Linked DNA regions of Mus musculus: regions 1 and 3 are each linked to region 2. Evidence: chromatin contacts called from public promoter capture Hi-C data. All regions are on one chromosome and are shown on one strand. Each heading gives the region's core, a stretch centred on a gene start, on an enhancer-like site or on the middle of the called end of the contact. The rest is flanking DNA. Distances are from core to core; before and after follow the strand shown.

Evidence for each region. Promoter capture Hi-C pulls out the DNA fragments that hold promoters and counts their contacts.
Region 1: a promoter capture Hi-C map of pre-B cells shows a contact between it and region 2. The contact joins the promoter of Siglecg here to the promoter of Pold1 in region 2. A contact is called at or near these places in 1 of 39 promoter capture datasets (pre-B cells) and 1 of 115 datasets of contacts at active chromatin or transcription factors (large pre-B cells).
Region 3: a promoter capture Hi-C map of pre-B cells shows a contact between it and region 2, with 3 times the contacts expected there. The contact joins the promoter of Zfp715 here to the promoter of Pold1 in region 2. A contact is called at or near these places in 3 of 39 promoter capture datasets (the C10 cell line, liver and pre-B cells) and 1 of 9 other capture datasets (adipose tissue).

Annotation. Positions count from the first base shown.
Region 1 is chr7:43,405,991-43,410,416 of GRCm38.p6, forward strand. It overlaps Siglecg (sialic acid binding Ig-like lectin G), which reads left to right and starts at 2,290. Exons shown (of 12, transcript NM_172900.3): 1 at 2,290-2,380; 2 at 2,516-2,609; 3 at 2,741-3,118; 4 at 3,253-3,531. The coding sequence starts at 2,570.
Region 2 is chr7:44,547,359-44,551,696 of GRCm38.p6, forward strand. Pold1 (polymerase (DNA directed), delta 1, catalytic subunit) reads right to left here and starts at 1,457. Exons shown (of 27, transcript NM_011131.3): 1 at 1,397-1,457. It overlaps Nr1h2 (nuclear receptor subfamily 1, group H, member 2), which reads right to left. Exons shown (of 10, transcript NM_001285517.1): 6 at 4,242-4,338; 7 at 3,960-4,139; 8 at 3,387-3,486; 9 at 2,942-3,150; 10 at 2,258-2,773. The coding sequence ends at 2,627.
Region 3 is chr7:43,310,639-43,314,577 of GRCm38.p6, forward strand. Zfp715 (zinc finger protein 715) reads right to left here and starts at 2,662. Exons shown (of 5, transcript NM_027264.4): 1 at 2,466-2,662; 2 at 393-547. The coding sequence starts at 527.

The sequences.
Region 1 (4,426 bases), core at 1,040-3,539, 1.1 Mb before region 2:
TACAGGCAGGAAATCTGATGGTCACTTCCTCCATGACATCTCTTTGTGACTTCCTTCTACCCAGAATGACCACTCCTTCCATAAGGTCTGTCCATGAATGCTTACCCTTGCGCCCCCAGATTATAAGGTTTTGAATTTTACAAGTTCTTCATTTATCAAGCCAGAGAGCCCTGAGGTCATACACCTTGTGGAATTCACCGTTGTACTTCTTTCCCATGAAGCATTGTGCCTGGTCCATGGATGCATAGAGGCAGATAATGAGCACAAGTTTTGGCATGACTCAAAGAGTCATTTTGGGACTGACAAGTAAGGGAAGCTAGAGAGATGGCTCAGAGGTTAAAAGCTCATAGTGTTCTAGAATTTAGTTCCCAGGCACCTCGCAACTGCCTGTAACTACAGCTCCAGAGGATCCAACACATCTGGCTTCCAAGGGCAGCTACACTTATATGCACGAACACACACACACACACACACACACACACACACACACACACGACAAGTAAAAGTAAAAAAAGAGCAGTTAAGAGGGCAGCATCTTGGAGAAGATGTTGCTGTAAGCAGATCCTGAAGGCGGAAGCATTTTGACTCACAGGTCAGAGAGTACAGTCCACTACGATAAGAAAAGCATGGTATGGAGACCAACTGGCTTCTTTCTATGTTGAGAGCATGAGGCAGCTGGCCATAACTCAAGGGGTGGGAAGGAGTCAGGGCAGAGTGTTAGCCCTCAGAGGTCTCCCCACACACATACAGTGACCCACCTCTGTTAACTTTCACTCCCAAACCAAAGGTTCTATGAGCTTGTGGTGGCGCACGCCTTTAATCCCAGCACTTGGGAGGCAGAGACAGGCGGATTTCTGAGTTCGAGGCCAGCCTGGTCTACAAAGTGAGCTCCAGGACAGCTAGGGCTATACAGAGAAACCCTGTCTCAAAAAAACCAAAAAAAAAAAAAAAAAAAGAAGCACCACAGTGAGTCAAGCTTCAAACACAGGAGCCTGTGGGAAACTTGAAGACAGACACACAGACACACCCACAGACAGACAGACACACACACACACACACACACATACACATACAGACACACACATACACATACAGACACACACAGACACATACAGACACACACAGACACACACACAGACACACATACAGACACACATACAGACACGTACACACAGACACACACACATACACATACAGACACAGACACGTACACACAGACACACACACACAGACACACACACAGACACACAGACACACAGACACACAGACACATACACACAGACACACACAGACAGACACACAGACACATACACACAGACACACAGACACATACACACAGACACACACAGACAGACACACAGACACATACACACAGACACACAGACACATACACACAGACACATACACACAGACACACAGACACACAGACACATACACACAGACACATACACACAGACACATACACACAGACACATACACACAGACACAGACAGACAGACACACACACACACATACACACAGACACATACACACAGACACACACAGACAGACAGACACACAGACACATACACACAGACAGACACACAGACACATACACACAGACACACACAGACAGACAGACACACACACAGACACACAGACACATACACACAGACACACACAGACAGACAGACACACACACATACACACCTTGCACCCTTTAGGTTGCTTGGTTCCTAGTAACATCGTCAGCCCCAGATATGGGAAACCTCATCAACGCATAAATTACAAGTGGGAAATTCAGTTCTCTGACTGAAGAGGAAGGACAAGCGGGGAACTGTGTTGAATTGTATTGAAGCCTGTGGGTACTTTTAGAGTTCAAAGTGTCAGTAGCTCACAAGGGAGGATGAAGGGGTAGAAGACCAGTCTATATTTTTCTGATTTAGCATGAAGCAAAGAAAAAAAAAAAGCATAGTGAGAAATATCCAGTTACATTTGAACATCATACAAACCAAGCTTTTTCATCTTTTCCTCCTCCTTTTCTTTCCCCCCTCTTCTTCCTCCTCTTCTAAGTGTAAATAGTACTCACAAAGTATTTGAGACATTTCATACCAAGAAATATAGTGACTACCTATTTGTTTTTAAATTTGAACATCAGCCAGGAGGTCTCGCTCTCCTGCACTCACCAGGACTCACTTCAAGAAGCACCACCCAAAACTCTTACTTCTGCTTTCTTACTGACCTAGCATCTAAAGAAAAGCCCCAACCTATATTCACCCACAGCAAGGTCCCCAGGCCAGGCATAGCTCTGTTCCCTCCCTCCCAGCCACTAGAGAGGGCTGGGAAGGATCAGTTGCAAATGTCCAAGGGCCAAATGCTCCATAAAACATGGAGTAGGCAGGTGGGTATGGGGGAGAAGGGAGTGGAGGGAAAGGGAGATGCAATGGGCTCGAAACTTGCAGTTTGTCTTGCACCGGTACCCAGGGCTCAGCTTCCGCCTACATTTCCCCTCCTCTCTCACTCCAATCAAACACAGACCAGCTGAGAAGGAGGCCAACTTGTGCAAGTCCAAGATCCCCCTAAGGCCACGATGTCACTGCTGCTGTTCCTGCTGTCCTTCCTGTTGGATGGTGAGTGGGTCCAAGGCCAGAGTGGCTCAAATTGGGGCTGGGGCTGGGGCTGGGGCTGGGGCTGGGGCTGGGGCTGGGGCTGGGGCTGGGGCTGGGGCTGGGGCTAAAGCTTATGCCTCTGTCTCCGACAGGGCCTCAAGGTCAGATGGAGAGCTACTTCCTACAGGTGCAGAGAATTGTGAAGGCACAGGAGGGTCTGTGCATCTTCGTGCCCTGCTCCTTCTCCTCCCCTGAGGGAAAATGGCTTAACCGTTCCCCACTTTATGGCTACTGGTTCAAAGGCATCAGAAAACCATCACTTTCATTTCCAGTGGCCACAAATAACAAAGATAAAGTGTTAGAATGGGAAGCCCGAGGGCGCTTCCAGCTCTTGGGGGATATCTCTAAAAAGAACTGTTCCTTGCTAATCAAAGATGTTCAGTGGGGAGACTCAACAAACTATTTCTTCCGGATGGAGAGAGGATTTGAGAGATTCAGTTTCAAGGAGGAGTTCAGGCTACAAGTGGAAGGTAAGAGTTGTAGACATAGCAGGGAACCTTGGTCTCTCACTGGGGGAGGGACAGTGGAAGATAAACTGTGATGCAAAGAAGACTACTTCTGGGAGGAGCCGCTGGAGTCACAGGATTGGTATCCTCTCCCTTAGCCCTGACTCAGAAGCCAGATATCTTCATTCCTGAGGTCCTGGAGCCTGGGGAGCCAGTGACCGTTGTCTGCTTGTTTTCCTGGACCTTCAACCAATGCCCAGCTCCTTCTTTCTCCTGGATGGGGGATGCTGTCTCCTTCCAAGAAAGCAGACCGCACACATCCAATTACTCAGTTCTGAGCTTTATCCCAGGACTTCAACACCATGATACTGAGCTCACATGTCAGCTGGACTTCTCTAGAATGAGCACACAAAGGACTGTCCGACTAAGAGTGGCCTGTGAGTATGGTATGGTGCTTTGGGCTGTCCTGGTGGTAGGAGGTAGAGAATTCCCCAACTCCATGCTCAGGAGGGTTCACGGAGGTGTGGTGGGGATGTCATTTAGTTGGTAGAGTGCTTGCCCAGCATGCACGAGGCCCTGGGTTCCATCCTCAGCAGCACATATACGGGAGGTGGTGGTTGCACATCTATACTCCAACCCTTAGGAGGGAGAGAAGCAAGACGATCAGGAGTTCGAGGTTATCCTTGGCTATGTAACATATATACATGATAGAATCCATGATCTTGTATAAATGGAGCAAAGGTTGCTGGGGAGATGAGTAGGCTGATAAAGAGTTTGACACACAGCCAGGCGCGGTGGTGCACACCTTTAGTCCCAGCACTTGGGAGGAAGAGGCAGGCGAATTTCTGAGTTTGAGGCCATCCTGGTCTACAGAGTGAGTGCCAGGTCAGCCAGGGCTACACAGAGAAACCCTGTCTCAAAAAAAAAAAAAAAAAAAAAAAAAAAAAGAGTTTGACACACGAGTGTGGAGAATGGGATTTGAACCCTCAGAGCATGCATAAAAGCGAGTCAGGCATGGTAGCCCCACTGGTAACCTCATCACTTTGGGAGACAGAGACAAGTGATCCCCAAGGCAAGTGAGCTAGCTAGACTGGCTACCCAATTAGCAAGCTCTGAGTTCAATGAAAGACCCTGCCTCCTTAAACAATGTAGACAGTGATTCAGGAAGGTACCTGGCTCCCCCACACACTTATGTGCACATGTGTGCATCCATACACACATGGCATGTCCACCACATACATTCAAAATCAAGCGGAGGAGGGCACACCATCCCGGGTGTGCCTGTACCCTGAGAGGCGATGGTTGCTTCATTTCTGGTTGGTCTCGTGCCTT
Region 2 (4,338 bases), core at 207-2,706:
TTACCCATAATCCAAGCTGTATGCCTCAAAGGCAAATTCAAAGCCAAGTCTGAGCTAGAAAGCCTGAGTCTCAAAAGCCAGTAGAGGTCTGGGGGTTTAACTCAGCAGGGCTCAATACTGAGTCCCACCCCAACCCCTCACTGAGGGATTCTAGGCTGTACCACTAACTACATCCTGGCTCTCTTATTCATTTTGAGACATCATCTCACCAAGCTGCCCTAGCAGGCTTAGAACATGCCATCCTCCTGCCTCCAAAGGCTGAACAATTGTTTCATGTCACCTCTCCCAGGGCTGCCAGATCCAAGGATTCCTGTACCTCTCCTGGAGGGGTGGCCCCTTAAGCTCCTCCACTCCCACAAACTGCTTCTGTCACCTCAGTCTCCCCTTTTCCCGGACAGGGATGTTCTTGGAGGCACAACGTTCCCATTCCCCTCAGGACAGTCAGACCCAGGTGCAAGCCCCACTCGCTAGAGGGATGCTCTCTGAAGCTGCAGCATCCTGCAGGACAGCTGTCTTCACTCCCACTCCCGCTGTGGTGATGGTGGCACACTAAAACAGTAACCATTCATTTTCCCCAGGGTACCTCACACACTGCCAGCTTCACACCTGGCTCCTCCCCTGGGACCCTGCAGTGACAGTTGCTCTGGGACTGTGGGATATGTCTCACCTCCCCCACCAAACACCAAACTGGGTAAGCAGACTGTCCCATCTAGTATCAATTTGCTTGTTCTATTTAGTATATAAAGCATCACATGGGGCCCGATGTGACAGCGGAATGGATATTTGAGCTTGTTGGCCAAGCTGAACAGCCTGAGTTAGATCTTAGGGAATCCACATAGCGGAAAGAGACAACGCCACAAAGTTGTCCTCAGATCTCCACGTGCGCATCATAGCGCACGCACTAAGAAAAAAAGAAAAGGCTCTAAGGCATTACTTTTCCTCCCATTCCTACTTTTTAAAAAAAATTTGGGGTTTTGAGGCAGGGTTTCTCTTGTGTATCCCTGGTTATCCTGGATCTCACTCTGTAAACTAAACTAGCCTCAAACTCGGAGATCCGCTTGTCTCTGCCTCACGAGTGCGGGGGATAAAAGTGCGCCACTATTCCCGGCTCATTCCTACTTCTTGCTGGACTTTCTGATACCGTCGCCTTGTCTCTCGAACAGCGGAACAGGCACCAACGCCCTGCACCTCCGGCCCCTCCCTCCTGGCTAGCGTGCACGCCGCTGAGCCCACACCCGGACAGTCCAGCGCACCCCAGGTCCTAAGCTCCAGGGGATCTGTCCTTTGCATTGCCAGCCTTGCTCTATCCTTCCCCCAGCTGCAGACATTCTGCGAGCACTCTGCTCGAGGCGTCAGCTGCGCGACCGAGCGCCCCATACTCTTCTTCCTTACTTACCGCCTCAAACAGCTTTTCCCGCCACAAGATACGCCGCCGTGACCCCTGAACCCTCTGCGCGCAGGCCCAGAGCTGCGGCGCGCCCGCTGGGTCCCGCCCCTAGCCCGCTTGGGCGATCAAACCACGTCCCACTCTGGAGGACCCACAACCACGCCTCTCGCAAGTGGCCCCGCCCCATGACGCTAACGGAACAAGGACACGCCCCCAGCATCCTGGCTCTTAGGGGTTTGGCCTGCGGTCCCCGAGCGCCCACTGCAGGAGCGTTAGAAGACTGCCACAGTGGATGCTACCCTGATGCTTTGCTAGAAGCAAGCTTCTTTTCTGTTTTCCTCAGAGTCCCTACACGCCCAGGTTCTTGTATAACTTCTGTTGCCCCACAAATCATTTCCTGACTTATGACACTCATGGCCAGATGCAGTCCTCAGCTTTTGAAAACCTGGCCCTAAGAAGTGTTCTTTTGGGCTGGTGAGATGGCTCAGTGGGTAAGAGCACCCGACTGCTCTTCCAAAGGTCCGGAGTTCAAATCCCAGCAACCACATGGTGGCTCACAACCACCCATAATGAGATCTGATGCCCTCTTCTGGTGTGTCTGAAGACAGCTACAGTGTACTTACATATAATAATAAAATAAATAAAATTAAAAAAAAAAAAAAAAAAAAAAAGAAGTGTTCTTTTGAGACCCTCCTCTTAAAGTTCCTCTCCTTTTCCACTGGCCTCCATCCGCCTTAGTGTCTCAAACTATGCTGTATGAAGATAACCTGTCTTCGGCGGAGCGACCCCTACCCCTGTGGCCTGAACCTAGACCAAGCGCAGTCACCTGGGCAGAGAGATGGCCCACCCTCTCCACACTGGGCTCAGGAATGGCTTGTACTCAAACTTTATTTTTGTTTTTTTATTAAATAAAAGGGGCAGAAGAGAGGGCCTGTGGTCTCCCAACTGTGGGGGGCCACCTGCCCTAACCTCTCTCCACTCAAGGTGCATGGTGTGGTAGGCTGAGGTGTAAGCGTGGGTGGGAGGGCAGCTGGGAACGGTCAGAGGCTAGGACCTGTGACCCTCACCACTCTTGGAAGACTCAATGGGTGGGGTGGGGCCTTCTAGTGCCAACTGCCGCTGAGTTTGAGGCTGAGCCCGAGGGACTGGGCCGTGACAATGTCCTCCCACCCCAGGAGGAGAGGTGAAGAGTCCATCTTCAAGAAGACACCACCAAGGCTGGGGCACTTGTGGCTGCCCCTACTCGTGCACATCCCAGATCTCGGACAGCAAGGGCGGCAGCTTCTTGTCCTGGAGTCGCAATGCAAAGACCTGCTCCGAGTGCACGGAGCTGAGGGTGCGCAGGCTCACCAGCTTCATGAGCATGCGTGGGAAGCGGAGCTGGTCCTGCAGGGAGAGGAGGCAAGTCGGTCCTGCTGGGGCCCTGTCCTGCAAAGCCAGCTTTGTCTGGAAAGCCAGCACCCTGAGTGGTCAGGCCCCAGGCTCAGTGTGCCCAACATGTGCCACTGGACCCCAATACTGAGACTGCTCATATACAACAGGCAGCTCCCGTACCTGTGGGCGCTTGATCCTCGTGTAGGAGAGGAGCGCCTCCACGTAGGGCTGCTGCAGGGCCTCCACACGGCTGGGCTCCTGCACATTAGGCCGATCGGCTGAGAAGATGTTGATGGCGATAAGCAAGGCATACTCTGCATCGTCCAGGCCCAGCCGCCGCATGGCCCGCGAGAACTCGAAGATGGGATTGATGAATTCCACCTGCAAGCCTGCAAGAGCAGCCCCAGCCCAGCTTCACACCGGACCCTGGTCCCAGGGCACTCAAAGGGGAAGGAAGGACAGCCTGTGACAGTTACTCCGGCTTCCGCCCCACACAGACCCTGTGAGTGCCTCTTACACGATGCATCTGGCCTCGCTAAACATGATCTTTCCTTGCCAGTGCCTGCCTGGCCTGGAGGGCCAACGGGGCAGAAACCCCAGGACCAAGTCAGTGCCTTCCACAGACCTGCACGGTGGAAGTCGTCCTTGCTGTAGGTGAAGTCCTTCAGGAACGTGATGCATTCTGTCTCGTGGTTGTAGCGTCTGGCTGTTTCTAGCAACATGATCTGGAGGTGACAAGGTACAGGGCTCTTCAGCTGCCCCAGAGTCAAATGTGCCAAGACCAGCAGGCTGCCACCCTTCTGCCAGGTAAGACATTCTTAACTTTCCTTCCTTCAACTCTATCACCCACTGCCCCATCCAAGGCCACTAACCCCACATTACCGTGAGGCCCAGGCTAGAGGTTTAATTCTTAGCATTCAGAACTCTGCACACAGTTAACTCTCAATACTTCATTATCCTTGATTTGGCTCCAATATCCATTCCTTTGGAGTCTTTGGGTCATTTTCCTGTTTAACAGCCCATCTGATATCCTCCGTTATTCTCTACCTCAGCCCATTTCCCTTTTCTCCCTGGCTGGCTCTCTGGAGGCTCCAGATACCTTGTTGGATGGGACCCTGCAGCTGACTACACCCCACAAGGGTCAGGACATGCCTGTACCATGTTCAGCTCTGGTCTCGTCCTAGAGCCTAGTTATTACCTCAATGGTGGACGCCTTCAGGAGGGCGATCTGGTCCTCCCGGCCCAACTGCAAGAACCCTGGCACCTGCTTGGCAAAGTCCACAATCTCCTGGACCGAGATGATGGCTAGCTCGGTGAAGTGGGCAAAGCGTTGCTGACGGGCATCTCGGGACTGAGGGTCTGCACCCAGGGGCCAGGGCTGGGACACAAAAGACCACGGTCACGTGGGGGACTCGCACGCCCTAGGAAACCCCTCCCTAGCCTGGGTGGGCTCTGTCCACAGGGCCGGGCAGGGCGATACCGTGACTTTGGGCTGGTCGGAGAAAGATCGTTTGTTGCACTGCAGCTGCGCGGCAACTAACTGCTGGATCATCAGCTCCTGAGCCGCGGTCAGCTGG
Region 3 (3,939 bases), core at 1,412-3,911, 1.2 Mb before region 2:
AACAAACCTAAAAAAAGAGGGCTCAAGAGGAAGAAGAACTTGACATTAAGTAGATGAGACATTATCTATAGTGGTATAGACATGTAACAATCCCACTACTGGAGAGGTTGAGGCAAAAAAAAAAAAAAAAAAAAAAAAAAAAAAAAAAGAAAGGAAAGAAAAAGAAAAAGTTGAGTTTGATAGCAGCCTGGGCTATATGAAAGAATTCCAGGCCAGCCTCACATTAAGACCCTGTATCAAAGAAAGAGAGGGCAAGGGGGTGAGGGGTAATTACTTAGTGTGTGCTATATATAGTCCCTTCCTAACGAGATTAAGATGGTCTCAGAAGTCTGCAGCTTCCTGCGTCTGCCCTGAAGACCCGAAGAACCAATCATGAAGTCACTCCTGCTTACCTCACAGGACTCAGGCTGCTCCTCTGCACCCAATGGCTGGCTCTTCTGTTGGAAATTTGGATCTGCAGCCATGGCCCCTCTGTCTTCTGTTCTTGACGTTTTCTTCGTAGCAAATCCAAATCCCTCAAGAGTCATGGACGTTGAAGAAGGGCTAGCTGTGGCACAGAAGGAAATCCTTAGGCCTGAATGATTGCAGTGGTCTCAGAGACACCGGAAATCACTAAAAGACAACAACCAAACATCTGACCATGAATTGGTGAGGGCCTATATGGAAGAACAGGTGTAGGCAGTGTAGAGGATACATAAAAGCCCTGCTCTTGTTATTAGTCTGGGTTCTAAAACAAACAACAAAAGAAAACAAACAAAAAATTAAAAAACCATCCATTAGGAAGGAAGGACACACTGCAGCACTCACATGTTAACTAGTAGAAAACCAATGTGCTAACTAACTTAGTCATTACAAAATGAGTACATAGGTGCTTATTGTAGGGATCCAGAATGCCATGCTAGGGAAGGCTCACTAAGCCCTCAGCACCTGCCTGAAAGGAAGTAAAATACTTACAAAAAATCAGTACGTTGCCAACTTAATTTTGATTGCATTTCAAACAAACTTTTTAGCTACACATATGCATTACTACTCTGCTTGATTTGCTCGTAGGTCACTAAATAGAAGAACAGGGGTACATATTCGAGCTGTTTTCATTCTAAGGAACACCCTGGCCACCATATCTATGCAGTCCCTTCTGTAGTCAGCATCTAAAAACAGCATTCCTGTTTCCTGTTGCACAAAGCGCTCAGGATGACAGCCAATTTTGATTGTAGCGTGAGTTTCTAGACATTTCCCCGTCTACACAGACACATTAAGAAAAACAGGCTTATCCAATCCTCACTCCCCCACTCCATGTCTGTCTGTGTGCCCCCTCCCCCGCTCCCATGTGTAAGTGTGTGTGTGTGTGTGTGTGTGTCTGTATTTGAGACAAGGTCTATTATTTAGCTCTGGCTATCCTGAACTTGCTATGTAGACCAGGCTAGCCTTTAACTTTCACTGCCTGGGCCCCATTAGTGCTGGGATTTAAAGATATGAGCTACTTACTCCTCTCAGACCAATACACAGTTTTTTAAGCACTCCAAATCAACACAAACATTAGGGTACAAATAAAACGGCCCAATATTATTTTGGTCAACTGCCAACCAGTGATCTTTAACGTCTGTATAGGATCCCAAAGACAGGCAAGCACTGATGCACATAATGTCCAAAGGATTCCCAAGTATGACTCTAATGTGCCCCAAAGAGTGAAAGTGTTTTTAATATTTGGGATCATTCCTTCAATAATGCTGGTCATCCAGAGGTAGGAACGAATTAGTTGGAAAAGGAGACCCAAAAGCAGCCCATAAAACAAGATTCCCTACTTTTACGGACCTTAGAAGAAATCTCTTGAGCTCAGCAGCCTAGATAACTAGGCAGCATGCAAAGCGTGGGACCCCCTCCCTCCCTCCCTCTCTCCCTCCCTCATCCGTGAGAGCCTGAGCACTCGCAGTTCCGACACCTGTGGTCTTGACACTTGCTACTTTGGTCAAGCCGACGGGATTTTCTTCACATAGTGCTAACCGGAATCAAGCCACAGTCACTGGCCACGCCAACACTAACGACCAGAGTCGCCCTCACAAGCATCCCACTCCCGCCCTAGGCTCCATCGCTGCCTCTGCTGACCCCTACGCCAATCACGGCTTGAGTGGGGCACAGGCCACCTCAAAGTCTTCGCCCTTAAGCTCCCGACTCCCACCCGGGGACCCGCTGCGTGCAGCGCCCACTCACTGAGTCCCGCCCCCTAATGGCCTCAGCTGACAACTTTCATGGACGACTGCGTGAAAACCCACAGGAGAGCACATTGGGAAGTGACAAAACACCCAAGATACGGGAAACCCTCGGGAACAGGGTGAAAGCGCACCACGCGACCCCCACCCCATCTGACGAGCCCCGGCAGCCGCCTCAGCCCAGTCCTTCAGCACAAACCAGCGCTCGGCACAGCACTGCGTCCTCCCACCCCCTGCGCCGCCGCCGCCGCCACTCACCTCACACTGCCCGGCCGAGAGCTCTGCACACGGCACGCCTGACGGCGACTTCCGCCCACGGAAGCCGAAGAGTCCCGGATGGAAAAGTTCCAAACCACCTCGCGGACCCGCCAGCGAAGTAACACTCGAATGACTACAACATTTAAGGTTTCACGGCCACTCTATTTCCGGTGTCTTTTAGATTTCCGGCAGGACATGTCCACGCCCAGTAGAATAATGCGCATGCCCACTAACACTTTTGACCCGAGTGTGCCTGCCAGCAGTCAGCATGGCAGACCGGGTGGTTCCAGTTTCCTTGGAAACTGTGGTGGCGGCGTGAGTGAGCTCCGGACGTTGGAGGCCACCATCCAGGAACTTTGATTCCATGTGGGCGGGCAGCTAAATGCAACGCCTTTGAGTGGAAGTCTGAAAGCTGTCTCCCATATGGTGTGACAGGCCTGGCAGGAATATGATAGTCTAAAGAGACATTCTGTGCCCCTTCCTCTACAGACTATTGAGACAATGGAACACAGAAATAGAAATTCCATGATGGGAGAAAGGATGTGCTGAAGCCAGGAGGCAGTCAGAGCAGGGACTTGTCACAGGAAAACAGATTTCACACCGTTCTGACAACTTCCTAGACCACTTTGCAGGACAGACTTCAGTCGGAGACAATGATAGCGAGGGGCCACAAACTAAGATTGCTTGGTAAGACTGCTTAGTTACATACCTCTTGCTTTCTATTTAAACCTAATTCTGCAGGGGAGAAGGGATGATATGATAGAGAGGTAGCTTAACAGGTAAGTGCCCAAACTGCTCTTAAGGGCTCAATTCCAGCACTCACACGTCAGCTCACAACTATCTGTAACTCCTGTTCCAAGCGGACGCTCTCTTCTGACCTCCAAAGACACCGAGCACACTAGTGGTACACAGACACTCGTGCAGATAAAACACCCATACACATAAAATAAAAATTTATATCTTGCCCAGTGGAGATGGTACACGTCTTTAGTCCCAACACTCTGTAGAGAGAGTCAGGCAGACCTCTGAGTTCAAGGCCAGCCTAGTCTATAGAGAAAGTTCCAGGACAGCCAGGAGAAATCCTGCCAAAAAAAAAAAAAAAAGAATTAAATCTTGATCAAGAAGTTGGCTCATACCTTTAATTCCAGTACTCTGGAGGCAGAGGAAGGCAGATCTCTGAGTCTGAGGCCAACCTGGGCTACATAACTGAATATAATCTCATAGCTCCCATTTTGCTATTGTGGAAAGATAAACTAGGCAAGATAGATCTCCATTGTTTTAAAATTGTATTTTCCTAAATTATGCAAGCTTTTGAGAAAGAAAAAAAAAAAAACCTTTAATGGGTTAACAGAAACTTTCGATTTCCAAGACAGAAAGCATCTGGGAATATCTAAAGACTTTTTTTTTAAGGTTTCTTTCTTTATTTTATGTATATGAGTATACTGTAGCTGTATTGATGGTTGTGAGCCACCAT